3 separate regions of the Mus musculus genome follow, and regions 2 and 3 are each linked to region 1. Evidence: chromatin contacts called from public promoter capture Hi-C data. All regions are on one chromosome and are shown on one strand. Each heading gives the region's core, a stretch centred on a gene start, on an enhancer-like site or on the middle of the called end of the contact. The rest is flanking DNA. Distances are from core to core; before and after follow the strand shown. Region 1 overlaps Reg4 (regenerating islet-derived family, member 4). Region 2 has its middle 25 kb from the start of Notch2. Region 3 overlaps Zfp697 (zinc finger protein 697).

Region 1 (4,525 bases), core at 1,512-4,011:
AGATTGCAGGTCTAGGAGAATCCAGAAAAAAGAGAAGAAAAGAAAAGAAAAAAACTGGAACGGGCTCTGAGGGCCTTGAAATCAAAGCATTGAAGTATCATCTCCATCGAAAGAGGAAGATGGCTTCCAAAGGCGTGCGGCTACTCTTACTGCTGAGCTGGGTAGCTGGCCCCGAAGTCCTGAGCGGTAAGTTCAGTCAGTTATTGGAAGGCAGCCACAGGTAGTAAGTACACAGTGCACATAGTATGCCATCCACTCACCTGCCCAGGCATTCCAGGAAAGCATATCAAGATGAGAATGCAAAATCAGGTGGCCGTCAGAGAAGAGCCAGTCTGAGACGGTTGGAAGCCACCCTTAAGTCAAGGGTTGCAGAATAAAGATTTTGAGTTTGTTGTGAGCGATAGAGAGCCTGTTTCAAGAAGCCAACAGGCCTCAGGCTGTCTGTAGCTCATAGCTATAATCACAATGTCCAACCATTTATGCACTGTTCTCGTGTTTGAGCATATTACAAAGTCCTGTTTACCAGGGACCTGCAAAGCTAGTTAGAGAGATGACTATTGTACACTCATAGCACAAGGACAGGGAGCGTGCCAGGGACACTGTGGAATCTGCAGCAGAGAAAGGAGGATGAAGAAGGTTTGAGTGTGTTGAGGAGAACCACCACGGACTATCCGGGATGGAAAGAGATGCAATGTGGGGTCCTCTGATATAAATGCTCCGTTGAATCTGAGAATGACAAAAGTCACACTGATGCCCAGCTCCTAGCTTGGTCATCTCCCACAGTACCCCACAACCTCACTGGGAGTTGGAGGAGGCAGGACCTCTGAGAAACAAGAGTTGCTTGTTTGAGCATTAGTTCTGTCGAGGGAAGAGGCCACTAAAAAGATCTGCTGAGGCCTAGAAGTTCTCGAATGGACTTTGCCAAGGGGATGAATGAATGCAAGGAAGTGTGGGGAGAGGTGGAGCTTTTGGGGCATCGGTTGAAGGCTGTGTTTTTGCCGTGGCCTACCCTCCACGTGGCCTTGTATGATACTCTGCCCCTGACTCCACACTTGTCTCAGCTACCAGCTCTCTGTGTCTGATTTCTCAGGACCCAGGGAATTCAGCCACTGCCCCTGCACCCTGCAAGAATGCAGAGAACACTGGAAACTGTCCCCAGTCCCTGCTGCCTTACAGCCGTGTCTGTATGCTCCTTGGGGGCTGCCCTGACCTCTGGCTTCCTTTAAGAGCTTGACACTGACCCTGGCTATCTTCTGGAGAATGAGATAAGACTTCCCAACCTCTTCCCAGGACTTCACTAATCTCCTTGGGTCTCTCCCCAGGAGGAGACTAGAGCCAAAACATATAGCACGGGTCCTTCCATGGCTCTTTTCCAGACAGATCTTCCTCCCAGCTGTAGAAAACCTTTTTGTTTATTGCTGCATTCATGAGAACTGTGCTTAGGACAGATCCCATATATATATATTTGCACAAAAGCTTGTGGAAAAAAAAAGTCTAATCTTGCATTTAAAGTAGATGTGGAGAGCTTAGAAACTGATTTTTTTTCTTTCAACGGAGGCTGATGGCCAACATCATAGCTCTGTTGTCTGAGCAATGGCTCCTTGCCCTGGCCTGTGGGGCTCAATGAAGAGAAACAGAGAGACATTTAGACACAATGAAAACTGCACTGGCTAATATTTTTCAGAAATACTCCACCTTGTTATCATAACAATGGTGCTGGTTTCTCACAGCTACAATTCTAGCTGAGTCTGGTTCTGCATGTCTGGAATTTTGGCTACTCAGGAGAACAGTGCAGCATGACCTCAGAGCCCTGACCTGCCTGGGCGACACAGAGTTCAAGGCCAGTCTTGGAAGCTTAAACAGGCTCTGCTTCAGGTTTAAAAGAGAAAAGAAGAGAAAAGAAAAGAAAAGGAAAGGAAAAGGAAAAGAAAAGAAGCCTAGGGCTAGCCTGTAGATCTACAGCTCTGTGGCAGGACTTTCCCACCATGCACCAGACCAGTCCCCAGTATCACACAAGAAAGCTATAGTTCTAACCAGCTGTCATTTATTTAGCAATTATTTTGTGCTAGGCGGCGTGCTAACCACTGTGTTTGCATTAGGTATGCATTATCCCACCAGCTCTCCAGGCAACCCTGTGGGGAAAGTGTACATCAGTTCACTGTGCAGACAAGAAGTCAGAGTTGTACGAAGGTTAGGAGATTAGAAAGACCACTAAAGATAGAGAGCCTGGTGCGAGGACCTGTCTCTTGTCACCCCATGTGCAGCAATGAGGAGACTTGGCACCTGTGGCAGAGATGTGAAAAGACTCTAGGCTGCTGAGAACGCAGCGGCTCCTCAGAAGTCCCACTCCACTCCTGTCTCGTGGCCTTAACAGGTTTTCTTGTCCGTACCACGAGTGCCCATTCCCATCTGTCTGAGACAGTCTGGCTATTAAGTAGGACAGCCCGAATAAATATGAGTGGCTTGCAGGTTTTTGTTTTTTAAACATAGCTTGAGCATGACTAAGCCGGCTAGAGTCCCAACTCAGAGCCACACTGTCTAGACCATAGCTTCTCTTTTTCTTATTTGCTGTGGGAGTGTGAGGCGCAACAACTTCTTTCTGCCTCGTTTCCTCATCTGGGACGTGGTGGCAATATCAGGAACTATATAATGGGGGTGAGGGTGGGTTCTAGAGTATAAACTGCCCAGAGAAGGACCTGGTACCAAGGAATGCTGGGTAAACCCGAGGCACAACGGCGCATGGCCTCAGTTGGAAGCATTTCTAAGTGTTCCCACCAGGGGGCGCATGTCGGTAGCTGCAACAATGCAAGGCTAAGGTGAGAAAGAACGATGGAGAAAAGCAGAGGGGAGGAAAGAATCGAGGAGGAGCGCACAAAGGCACGGAGAAAAACAAAAGAGATAGGCGAATTGAAAATACGCCATGGGCTGAGGTCTTGGGTTGAATAAAAAAGAAAAAAATAAGTTGAATGTCAATATCTATCTGACTGTGGCTGCTGACCGGATACAACATGACCGCCACCGCTACCTCTTGCTCCTGCAGCGTTGCCCTTCCTGCTTTGAAGGATCGAATCCCGCCAAGCTACAAACCAAATAAACCCCTTTCTCCTCCAGCTGCATTTGTCAGGTATCTGGTCACAGCTGTGAGAAAAAGATGACCAATACGCGTTCCTTCCCATTTGTTAGCTCAGTGATTATCCTTCACTCACAGATCTGCTCACACACACAATAGAGCTAAATCTGTAAGAGCCTCGTGCTCCAGATCAGCTGGCACTGGTGCCTGGGAGATTGTAGCTAGAGAGGGCAAGAAGATGGAGCCAAGAAAGCACTTCAGTGCTAAGGAGCTGGCAGCAAGGCTCAGTTGGTAGAAGGTGTGCCTAGCTTGCATGAAAACCTGGCTTTGACCCTCCACTGTTTTGTAAAATCAAATGATGGCAATGCCTATACTCTCAGCACAAGGAGCCACAGGCAGGAGAGTCAGAGGTTCAAAGTCATCCTCAGCTACTTTGTGAGTTCAAGGCCAGTCTGGGCTGCATGAGACTTTGTTTCAAAGGAAAGAAAAGGGAGGGGGGAAAGAGAGAGATGGAGGGGGGAGTTGACAGGGAGGGAGGAAGAAAGAGAGAGAAGGGAGAAGAGAGAAGGGAGAGGGGAAAAGGGGAGAGGTAGATAGATAGAAAGAAAGGAAGAAAGGAAGAAAGAAAGAAAGAAAGAAAGAAAGAAAGGAAGGAAGGAAGGAAGGAAGAACACTAAGGAGCAGGGAACCTGTCTGAAATCAGTGTGAAAGCCCTGGAGATTTACAGGGAGCAAATGAAACAGAACAAAGAGTGCCACGCAGTCATCTGACTGGGAAAAGGTCAACACACTTAAACAGCTCTAGTCTGCCCACATCACCGTGGAAGACCTTTGCAGTGGTCTAGAGTGTAGGTGTGCAGCCACATTGTCACAGGGCTCGGATTGCTAGCCTGGTTGCCCCTTGGCCATCAGCCCCTCTTCACTTCTCCTCGTCTCTTCTTTATCAATTTCCAGTAAGAAACTGGAGCCTTCCTGAGTCACAGTCTCCTTTGCCACAAAGCCTTTCTCGTTCCTTTGGCCATGCTTGTCTTACAGATCCCCTATACTCAAACTTAGGGGCTTGCTGTTTCTGCACACATTCTGGTCCCCATGCCTCTGCCCAGCCCATTCCTTTTCTCTAAAAAGTCCTCTCTTCTCTCTATTGATGCACAGCCCACCCATCGTCACATTCTGCTAAGTTGCCGTTTGTCCCACCCCCTTCCAAAATGGCTCTTTCTCCTAATAATGCCCCCAACTCCCAGTTTATGTCTCTACTCGACAAAGCCTGACTGTGTCATTCTACCAATTGTTTGAGTGTGTTCACTGTAGTTACACATCCTGATCTAGTGAAATGGTAGCAGTCGATGAGCGTTGAGCCCTCAGAGCACACAGAGACAAAACTCCAATGGCTATAAGACCTCCTTAACTCCTTCTTTGACAGCTGGACCACAGCAATATTTGAGCTCCTTAAAATTCC
Region 2 (4,525 bases), core at 1,084-3,583, 240 kb before region 1:
CTGTTCTCTCTGGCAAAAAGATTCCTCCCCATTATTGAAAGTGAATTCAGGAAGCAGAGCTGATGTAATCAATAGTCCTGGGCCCTTGACTTACTGAATGGAATAGAGATGAATCCCCTACTGAACATTGCCATTCGAAACTGTTTTTCTTAGTAACAACTTGGGTAGTTAAGCATCAATGGCATGCAGCTCTCCTTGTTGCCTTTGAGGGTAACTCCAGTTGTTCTAATTGAAACATATGTTACACCAGTAGAAAGAATGGGAGAATGAATGAGTCCTGGAGGAAGAAGAAAAGTTCATCTTTAAACAAAACCAAATTTGCCTATAAGATGACAAATACTGTTTCTAGCTGGGAAAAATGTCAACTTCTGCCTTAATATAAACCACATGGATTCCAGGAGACAGATTTTAGGAATCACTTAAAAGCTTTCCAGGTCTGTCCCCTCCATTCGGTGGAAGTCCAACTCCCAATAAGAATGCAGAGAATCTCATGGCTACAAAGAATCTCAAAGCAACTGCTCCTGTATGCCAGACATGTTGTAATCCCTTTACATGCATTAATCTGTTCCCTGTTCAACCAAGTCTATGAAACAGGTGTTGCCACTGTTTCCATTTTACAGGGGAGGAAACTGAGGCCACAGATGGTCTAAGAACTTAGATGGAAGGAACGACAACCAGGATTCACACCCAGGCGATCAGGCTTGCAGACACACACTGCAGGCCCCCCCCTGGCGTGGTGAGCTGGGTCTGCATTCTCAGAGCAAATGGTTTACTAAAACAGCACTTAGATCTGTTTACGTGTTTGGCACCCCTCTACTGGATGATTATCTATTGCCACTGGAACTTGTTAGGTTTGTTTCTAAAACTGACAAGTTTAGTTTAAAAAATGATTCGTCTTTTTCTGCTCCGTTTCTCCACAAGCTGCAGTTGTTTGTAGAGTAGCCCTTCAAGAACACAAGGGAGGCAGAGCTATGTTTGTAAAGATGCATGGCTCCTCATTGAAAACGTTCGGTTTTTCTTTAATTAAAAATATTAATTATTATATTTATTTGTATCTACTTCTCTCTCTCTGTGTGTGTGTGTGTGTGTGTGTGTGAGAGAGAGAGAGAGAGAGAGAGAGAGAGAGAGAGAGAGAGAGAGAGGGAGGAAGGGAGGGAGGGAGGGAGGGAGAGCACATAGGTGCCAGCAGTACCCAGATGAGGACATGTGATTCCCCTGGAGCTGGGGTTACAAGTGGTTGTGAGCTGCCTGACATGAGTACTGGTGTTAAAACTTGGGTCCCCTCCAATAGCTGTAAGTGCTCTTGCTACTAAGCCATGCCTCCAGTCCAAAGAACTTGTTTTTAGCAAGTGTGAGTTGCATAGTGCAAAGGCAATGCACAGCCAGCGCTGTCAAGAGTAGTCCGCACTGATGGGTACGCATAGAACCTTCCCAAATAGCATCAAAGTATCTTTCCTGTACTGTTATTTTTTAAAATCAATACACAATTCCATTTATTCCTCCAAGGACAGATAGAACAGTGGCCCTTTCACACTCAGTACCACTAGGGGAAGATCAGACAAAAGAAGCAGTTGGGAGAACACTGAGACATTCATGGCCCCTAGCACTAGGGGGGGAAACAGAGGGTAGAAAGTTCAAGGCCAGCTTAGCTTACAGGAGACCTTGTCTCAAACACACACACACACACACACACACACACACACACACACACACACACACACAATCTTTTATTAATTTGTAATGTTCTATAGCCTTCTAGGACTCTTTGGGTGTTTTGTCCCCCTTCTGCAGTGTCTAAAAGTGGGAAGAGAAACTCATTTCATTGATATTATATTTTGCCACTGCACCTGGCTTGTGTGATGCTGGGGACCATGCACATAGGTTCACACTGTGACAACAGAGCTCTAGTTTTTGCCTACAGCATGAATACTTTCTTGTAATCTTCAGCCTTGGCTGACAAGGAAACAGGCACTGAGTACCAGCTTATAGGTGGATGGTTTTCCTGAGAATATTATTTTGTTTTTCTTATCACTGAGAAGCCAGAATGATATTCAGATAGCTGTGCTTGGGTGAGTTTTGGAACAAACTATAGGAATTTTGGAACATATCATTTAGAACTGTATCACAGTGTCCTGGTTAGGAAACTCTTGATTCTTAGTATTTATCTTTTAAAATATATTTCATCACATTTATTTATTTTTTTATTTTGTGTGTGTGTGTGTGTGTGTGTGTGTGTGTGTGTGTGTGTGTGTTTGTACAGAGGTCAGAGGGAAGCTTTTGGGGGTTAGTTTTCGCCCTTTACCCTGTGGGTTCCCAGAATAGAACCCAGGTTGTCAGGCTTGGCAGCAAGGGCCTCTCCTCACTGTGTCACACCCCTCCGTCACACCTTATACTCCCATGTTTCTTTCTTATCTATTATTTTGTTTCATTTTTGCTTTGATAGTCATTAGTAGCCCAAGCCTTAAATTCACTATGTAGCCAAGGATAACCTTTTGTCCAGCCTCTACCTCCCAAGAGCTATGAACAGGCATGTGCCCTCCAGGCCTAGCCACCCATTTCTTGAATCTGCAGCTTATTGAGTGAACTCTAGGGGCTCTGAATGGGATTAGAGGTAACTGTTTATGTAACAACAGGGGCCTGCACTTTTACTCAAATCCAGAATGCCAAAGCTCTCCAGAGAAGGGAGCTGTCTCTGTGGGGAGGGCCCCTATATTACTCCTCTTGGTTTTTAGGTGACACTCTAGAGGCAAACCCTCTATTCCTTACTCTCCAGAATAAAAAGTCTCTGAAAAAGAGCTGAGGCTTGGCTAAGTCAAAGTCCAACGGGCACTTCATGGGAACACGACCAGCCCTACTGGAGCCTGAGAGAGGCAAGCAAGCAAAAAGGGAGAGGTGCGGAGGGGAGGGGATGGAGGAGTGCGTGTGTGTGTGTGTGTGTGTGTGTGTGTGTGTGTGTGTGTGTGTCTTTGTTTCTTTCTTTTTCAGCCCTCCAAAGAAATAAACATGTCTGTCTCCCTCCCTCCCTCTTGATTTAAGGGAGGCTCATGCCAGTGGAAGCGTCTCCACATTTCTGTGGCTGGTTTACAAGCCAACCTAGAGAATTATACCCTGGCATAAAATTAGCAGCTCTGTTTTTCAGTAAAGAGAAACCCAGGGGCATAATTTATTATGAAAATATGGTGCAAATGAGACTTTTCTTCATGGGTTTTTTGAGTAAATATAGATCTTGGGTTGAGGAATTAGACACATGAGCTCAGTGAAGTAGAGTGAACGGTATCCCCTAAGAAAAAGCTAAGAGGTCATGATGTTCTAAAAGTGAAAAAGAAACACTTTGAATAAGTTAAATGTAAATAATTTTATCCTAACACCCACGGAGCTCAATTATGACAGAGACAAAAACAAAGAAAATTTATTATTTTAATTGAGAAAAACAACCTGGGGAAAAGCAGATAATCAATGCTGTAGTGTGTGTGTGGCCTATGCTCTAATCTAGTACTCTGTAGACAGTAGTGTGTGGTGGCCTATGCTCTAATCTAGTACTCTGTAGACAGTAGTGTGTGTGTGGCCTATGCTCTAATCTAGTACTCTGTAGACAGTAGTGTGTGTGTGGCCTATGCTCTAATCTAGTACTCTGTAGACAGTAGTGTGTGTGTGGCCTATGCTCTAATCTAGTACTCTGTAGACAGTAGTGTGTGTGTGGCCTATGCTCTAATCTAGTACTCTGTAGACAGTAGTGTGTGTGTGGCCTATGCTCTAATCTAGTACTCTGTAGACAGTAGTGTGTGTGTGGTGGCCTATGCTCTAATCTAGTACTCTGTAGACAGTAGTGTGTGTGGTGGCCTATGCTCTAATCTAGTACTCTGTAGACAGTAGTGTGTGTGTGGCCTATGCTCTAATCTAGTACTCTGTAGACAGTAGTGTGTGTGTGGCCTATGCTCTAATCTAGTACTCTGTAGACAGTAGTGTGTGTGGTGGCCTATGCTCTAATCTAGTACTCTGTAGACAGTAGTGTGTGTGTGGCCTATGCTCTAATCTAGTACTCTGTAGACATGAGACATGCTAAGTTCCAGGCTAGCCTGCTTACATAGTAGGGCCCATCCCCAATCAAATAAACTGTCCTGGCAGTGGAAAAAAAATTAAGGTATCTTTTACTTTCGATAAGTGTGATGGTGCACACCTCTAATCCCAGTGCTCAGCAGGCTGAAGTAGGTGGAACTCTGTGGGTGTGAGGCCAGCCTGGTCTACATAGAGAGTTCTAGGGCAGCCAGGGCTACATAAGAAATTCTTTCTTACTTTTGCCTCTGTGTGTGTGTGTGTGTGTGTGTGTGTGGTGTAATCACACATGTGTGACTATGAAAACCTGAAAACAATACCAGTTTCCTTGGTGCTGGAGCTATGGACAGCTTTAAGCTGCCCAAGATGGGTGCTTGGAACTGAGCGCTGGTCCTCTATGTGAACAGCAGCGGATCTTAAACACTGAGCCACCTCTCCAGTCCCTTGTCTGTTTTTTAAGACAAGCCCTCAT
Region 3 (4,525 bases), core at 854-3,353, 200 kb after region 1:
TACAACCAGGGCCAGCATCCTGGGGACCTAGGGGTGGGCTCTCCAAAAGTTGGTGCCATGAGTATTCATTCCTTTATACCATCTGCCACTGAGGCCACACTGGTAAGTATGAATAAAGGCCACTCCTAGGTGCTGCTCCTTGCTACAGATGATCACTTGTGACAACACTACAGTGGAATCGCAGCCAATACTGGGGCCTATCTCATAGATGCTGGGGGAGTACCATGATGTGTTGGATTTAAACAGTGACTTTGGACCCCAGAGAGATGGCTCAGTGGTTAGGAATGCTTACTACTCTTGCAGAAGACCTGAGTTCAGTTCTAAGCACCCATATCATTCTGCTCATAACTACCTGGAATCAGTTCCAGGGCATCCAAAGTCCTCATCTCTGCAGGTACCTGCATGTACTTGGCACACATAAACTCACGTTCATACATAATAGATGAATTTATATATGTATACACACATACACATATATTTTAAAGAGTGACTTAGCACAGTGCTGGGTGAAGTACATTGATATTTCTAGTTAAATCATCATTTCCTTCTCTAGAAGCAAATTTGGTGGTTAAGTGACCTACCTATGTCCATGAGGCTGATTACCCAAGTGCCCAAGTTCCTGGTTACCACTCTTGCTATTTCTGACCTGAAAGCAAGTTCTGGGTCTCTAGCCACTTCCCCTACCCTCGTGACCTCTCCCCCACTGAACAGAGATGGAGAGTAGAAGAGGGGGGGGGGTCCATTCTGTAGGTTCTGGGTATCAAAATTAAATTATAAAGCATGCGCGTCAGTGTAGCCCAGTGGTTCACAACCTGTGGGTCCTGACCCCTTTGTGGGCGTCTAATGACCCTTTCACAGGGGTTGGCCTGAGACCCTTGGAAAACACAGGTAATTACATTACAAGTCATAACAGAAGCATAATTACAATTATGAAGTAGCAAGGGAAGCAATTTTAGGGTTGGAGGTCACTACAGCATGAGAAATTATATATTAAAGGGTCGCAGCATCAGGAAGGTTGAGAACCAGTGCTATAGAGATGAGCTCTTTTGATTTTTTTTTTCTTAAGACTTGACTGCTTTTTGAGCACAAACTTGGTAGATGACAACACTGTTGCAATGTCAAAGGTTGGACATGCTTGCACGTTGTTCCCAGACTGACCAAATGGTTTTGTTGTTGTTGTTTTGTTTTAGAATCTGTCTGGGACCTGATGAGTCCTACTGGTCTCATACTTTCTGTGATTAACATGACTTGTGTTTTGAGGCTCTAGCTTTAGAAAGTATGGTTGAGAATCCCCCCTCCCACCCCCGCCTCGTTTTTTTCTTCTGGAAACATATTCCCATCTGGTACAAACCTAGCCATTCGCAGGCTTCAGGTGATTCAGCTGAGCAGAAGCTGGGGTGTCTAGTAGGCGGTGTCTGCCAGGAGAGTTGGCAGTGGGGCAGAGTGCATTATCCTTTAGTCTTAGCAGGAGGAAACTGGTAGGGAAGAGGCCGAGTAAAAAGTAGGGGTAAGGGGGCTGGGGGAGGGGCATTACTCCTTTGGCTCACCCTCCTGGCACATCAGGTCTAGTTGACCCCATTGCCAACTTGTCTGTTGCAGAGGGGCGGCTGAGTGAGGAAGAAAGGGCTATCCTCCGTGAGGAAGAGGACGACCAGCCTGGTGTGGCTGACATGGCTCTGTTCCCAGGACTGTCAGAATCTGACAGCATATCCCGGAGTCCGCGGGGAGAGGAAGATGAAGAGGAGGAAGACGAAGAAGAGGAAAGCGCTGGGGAGAACCGCTTGATAGAGGAGGAAGATCCATTGCCTACTCCCGTGCTTCCTTGGAGGCGTCACCTCTCCCTGGGCGGTCGACACCGGGGTGACAAGCCTGCTCACCGCCGCTTCCACCGGCTCCATCACCCCATGGCCATGGACCTCGGGGAACTAGACAGCCTGATGGCCAGTATCATGGACGCGCCCACCATCTGCCCAGACTGCGGGGAGAGCTTTAGCCCGGGCGCCGCATTCCTGCAGCACCAGCGCATCCACCGCCTGGCAGAGGCCGCCGCCGTGGCCAGCTTGGAGCCCTTCGGTTTGGCCGGCGAGTGCGGAGGAGTGGTGGGGATGATGGGCATGGGTATGGGCGTGGGCATGGGCGTGGCCGGCGGCTTCGGGGCGGGGCCCACGCTGGCCCGGCCCCCTCGCGAAAAGCCCTTCCGCTGCGGGGAGTGCGGCAAAGGCTTCAGCCGCAACACCTACCTGACCAACCACCTGCGGCTGCACACGGGCGAGCGGCCCAACCTGTGCGCCGACTGCGGCAAGAGCTTCAGCTGGCGCGCCGACCTGCTCAAGCACCGGCGCCTGCACACGGGCGAGAAGCCCTACCCGTGCCCGGAGTGCGGCGAAGCCTTCAGCCTCAGCTCGCACTTGCTCAGCCACCGGCGCGCGCACGCGGCGGCGGGCGGCGGCGCGGGCTCGGCGGGCTCGGCGGCGGCGCTGCGGCCCTTCGCATGCGGGGAGTGCGGCAAGGGGTTCGTGCGCCGCTCGCATCTGGCCAATCACCAGCGCATCCACACCGGCGAGAAGCCGCACGGCTGCGGCGAGTGCGGCAAGCGCTTCAGCTGGCGCTCGGACCTGGTGAAGCACCAGCGCGTGCACACGGGCGAGAAGCCCTACATGTGCTCCGAGTGCGGCGAGACCTTCAGCGTGAGCTCGCACCTCTTCACGCACAAGCGCACGCACTCGGGCGAGCGGCCCTACGTGTGCCGGGAGTGTGGCAAGGGCTTCGGCCGCAACTCGCACCTCGTCAACCACCTGCGCGTGCACACCGGCGAGAAGCCCTTCGGCTGCGGCCAGTGCGAGAAGCGCTTCAGCGACTTCTCCACGCTCACGCAGCACCAGCGCACGCACACCGGCGAGAAGCCCTACACATGTCTCGAGTGCGGCAAGAGCTTCATCCAGAGCTCCCACCTCATCCGCCACCGGCGCATCCACACCGGCAACAAGCCTCACAAATGCGCGGGCTGTGGCAAGGGCTTCCGCTACAAGACGCACCTTGCACAGCACCAGAAGTTGCACTTGTGTTAGGGAGGGCATCCGAATGAGGCGGCGGTGGGAGTCGTCTGGCTACTGATCTGTAGATGTTGGGGAAGGGGCAGGAGGGACAGTCTGAGAGTGTCTGGGGGAGCCTTTTGGTGTTTGCCACCCCACCCCCCAGGAGATGGTTAATAAGAGTTGTTACTTCGAGGTGCCTACCTCCACCTTCAAAGTAACTCTTAGAAGATGTGCTTGACTTGATAGCTTACTTAAATACACACTGCGAAGAGTGAAAAGCTTGGAAAAGCAGAGTTGGGAGGACCCCGAGGAAAGGCATTTGGGGCTGTGTAGAGAGGCTTGGACTGTGTGAGAACTGAGATAGGTGATTTGTTTAGAGTTACAGGCGTACAACAAAAAGCGGGTAGAAATAAGAATGTCACACTCCCGGGGCATGGTAAGCCTGAGTTTGCCCTAACACCTCACTTATCAGCTCTATTACGACCCTTCTCATCCCTATAGAAGAGGTTGCTAAGTATCCACTTCCCTTTCTATGAGCCCCAGCTGCTATTTTGAGACATCCTGGGGAAATCGAGCAGAAAAACTGCACAGTTATGTCAAAGGGCAAAAGTTTAGAAATCCACATACATTGGTTCTTAGATCTCTTAGGAAATCCTGCACCGGTTTCTTCGCTAATTCTTGAAACTGCTCAAGCTTCATGTAGGGTCAGGGGTGCCTAGGGATGGCCCCATCTGCTATGTAAATTAGGACTTGCCTGCCAGGTCTCAGCTGTCAGTGGAGAGTAGGTTTCAGGAAACCGGTAGACTGTCAGCAGCTGCCTCAGAAACTGTTCACAAAAGTCAACTAGCTGGCTCAGTTTTGCTGGCTTTGTGTAGATTTGTGTAGAGCAGGAAAGCCAAGTTCACAGGTTGGGGTGCCTTCATTTGCATGCGTGTGCCCTGACCCCAAGAACCCCCAAATTACTCACAAATTAATGAGAGATGTGATCCAAACAGGATTTTCGTCCCTGCCCCATCCCCGACCCCCCACCTCCGACCCCCATATATAAGAGGCACACATGTCCACGTGGAGGGCACAGTCAGGGAGAGTTGGAAATGCAAAATTGCCAAATAGCACAAACAGTGAATGTTTTCCAGTTATACGAGATGCCAAAATAGCACTTTTGTATTTAACAGAGTGCTTTATGCTTTTTAATGACTGTTAGTGTTTCTCACATGCCTGTGAGATACATCAGCATTGCAAACTGTGACTGGGGAAAGTCTGGGGGAGGAGTGTGGTAAGCCTTTCAGAGAAAGGCCCAGGGCAATGAATGGTGGAGCCTGCCCTTTTGTGTTCCAAGCTCGGTTGCGAGGATGACTTACGTGCTCTGATTTATATCATAAAGCAAGAAGACTGAGCATTCTTACACTTGATGGAAAAATTAAAGCCTAGAAGGACCAAAGATGTCCTTATTGACAAAGCTGGCCTTTGTCACCTGATTCCAGTATTCT

Evidence for each region. Promoter capture Hi-C pulls out the DNA fragments that hold promoters and counts their contacts.
Region 2: a contact with region 1 is called in a promoter capture Hi-C map of liver, with 2.2 times the contacts expected there. The contact joins two enhancer-like sites. A contact is called at or near these places in 11 of 39 promoter capture datasets (the 3T3-L1 cell line, the C10 cell line, the HPC-7 cell line and 7 more), 1 of 15 datasets of contacts at CTCF or cohesin (the NIH/3T3 cell line), 1 of 484 Hi-C or Micro-C datasets (embryonic retina), 1 of 115 datasets of contacts at active chromatin or transcription factors (pancreatic cancer cells) and 2 of 9 other capture datasets (adipose tissue and embryonic stem cells).
Region 3: a contact with region 1 is called in a promoter capture Hi-C map of hippocampal neurons, with 2.4 times the contacts expected there. The contact joins two enhancer-like sites. A contact is called at or near these places in 5 of 39 promoter capture datasets (HPC-7-derived erythroid cells, embryonic stem cells, hippocampal neurons and 2 more) and 1 of 115 datasets of contacts at active chromatin or transcription factors (pancreatic cancer cells).

The regions. Positions count from the first base shown.
Region 1 is chr3:98,224,655-98,229,179 of GRCm38.p6, forward strand. It overlaps Reg4 (regenerating islet-derived family, member 4), which reads left to right. Exons shown (of 6, transcript NM_026328.2): 2 at 3-186. The coding sequence starts at 120. Among named protein-coding and RNA genes, the nearest start is that of Reg4, 4.8 kb to the left of the region's middle. Within about 2 kb of position 2,762, at least 37 of the 459 cell types and tissues checked have an H3K27ac peak or open chromatin away from gene starts, as enhancers often do. A contact at or near this core is called in hippocampal neurons and liver, where this site is marked.
Region 2 is chr3:97,986,103-97,990,627 of GRCm38.p6, forward strand. No RefSeq gene overlaps it. Among named protein-coding and RNA genes, the nearest start is that of Notch2, 25 kb to the right of the region's middle. Within about 2 kb of position 2,334, at least 9 of the 459 cell types and tissues checked have an H3K27ac peak or open chromatin away from gene starts, as enhancers often do. A contact at or near this core is called in liver, where this site is marked.
Region 3 is chr3:98,425,563-98,430,087 of GRCm38.p6, forward strand. It overlaps Zfp697 (zinc finger protein 697), which reads left to right. Exons shown (of 3, transcript NM_172863.4): 3 at 1,600-4,525. The coding sequence ends at 3,068. Among named protein-coding and RNA genes, the nearest start is that of Gm4450, 29 kb to the right of the region's middle. Within about 2 kb of position 2,104, at least 202 of the 459 cell types and tissues checked have an H3K27ac peak or open chromatin away from gene starts, as enhancers often do. A contact at or near this core is called in hippocampal neurons, where this site is marked.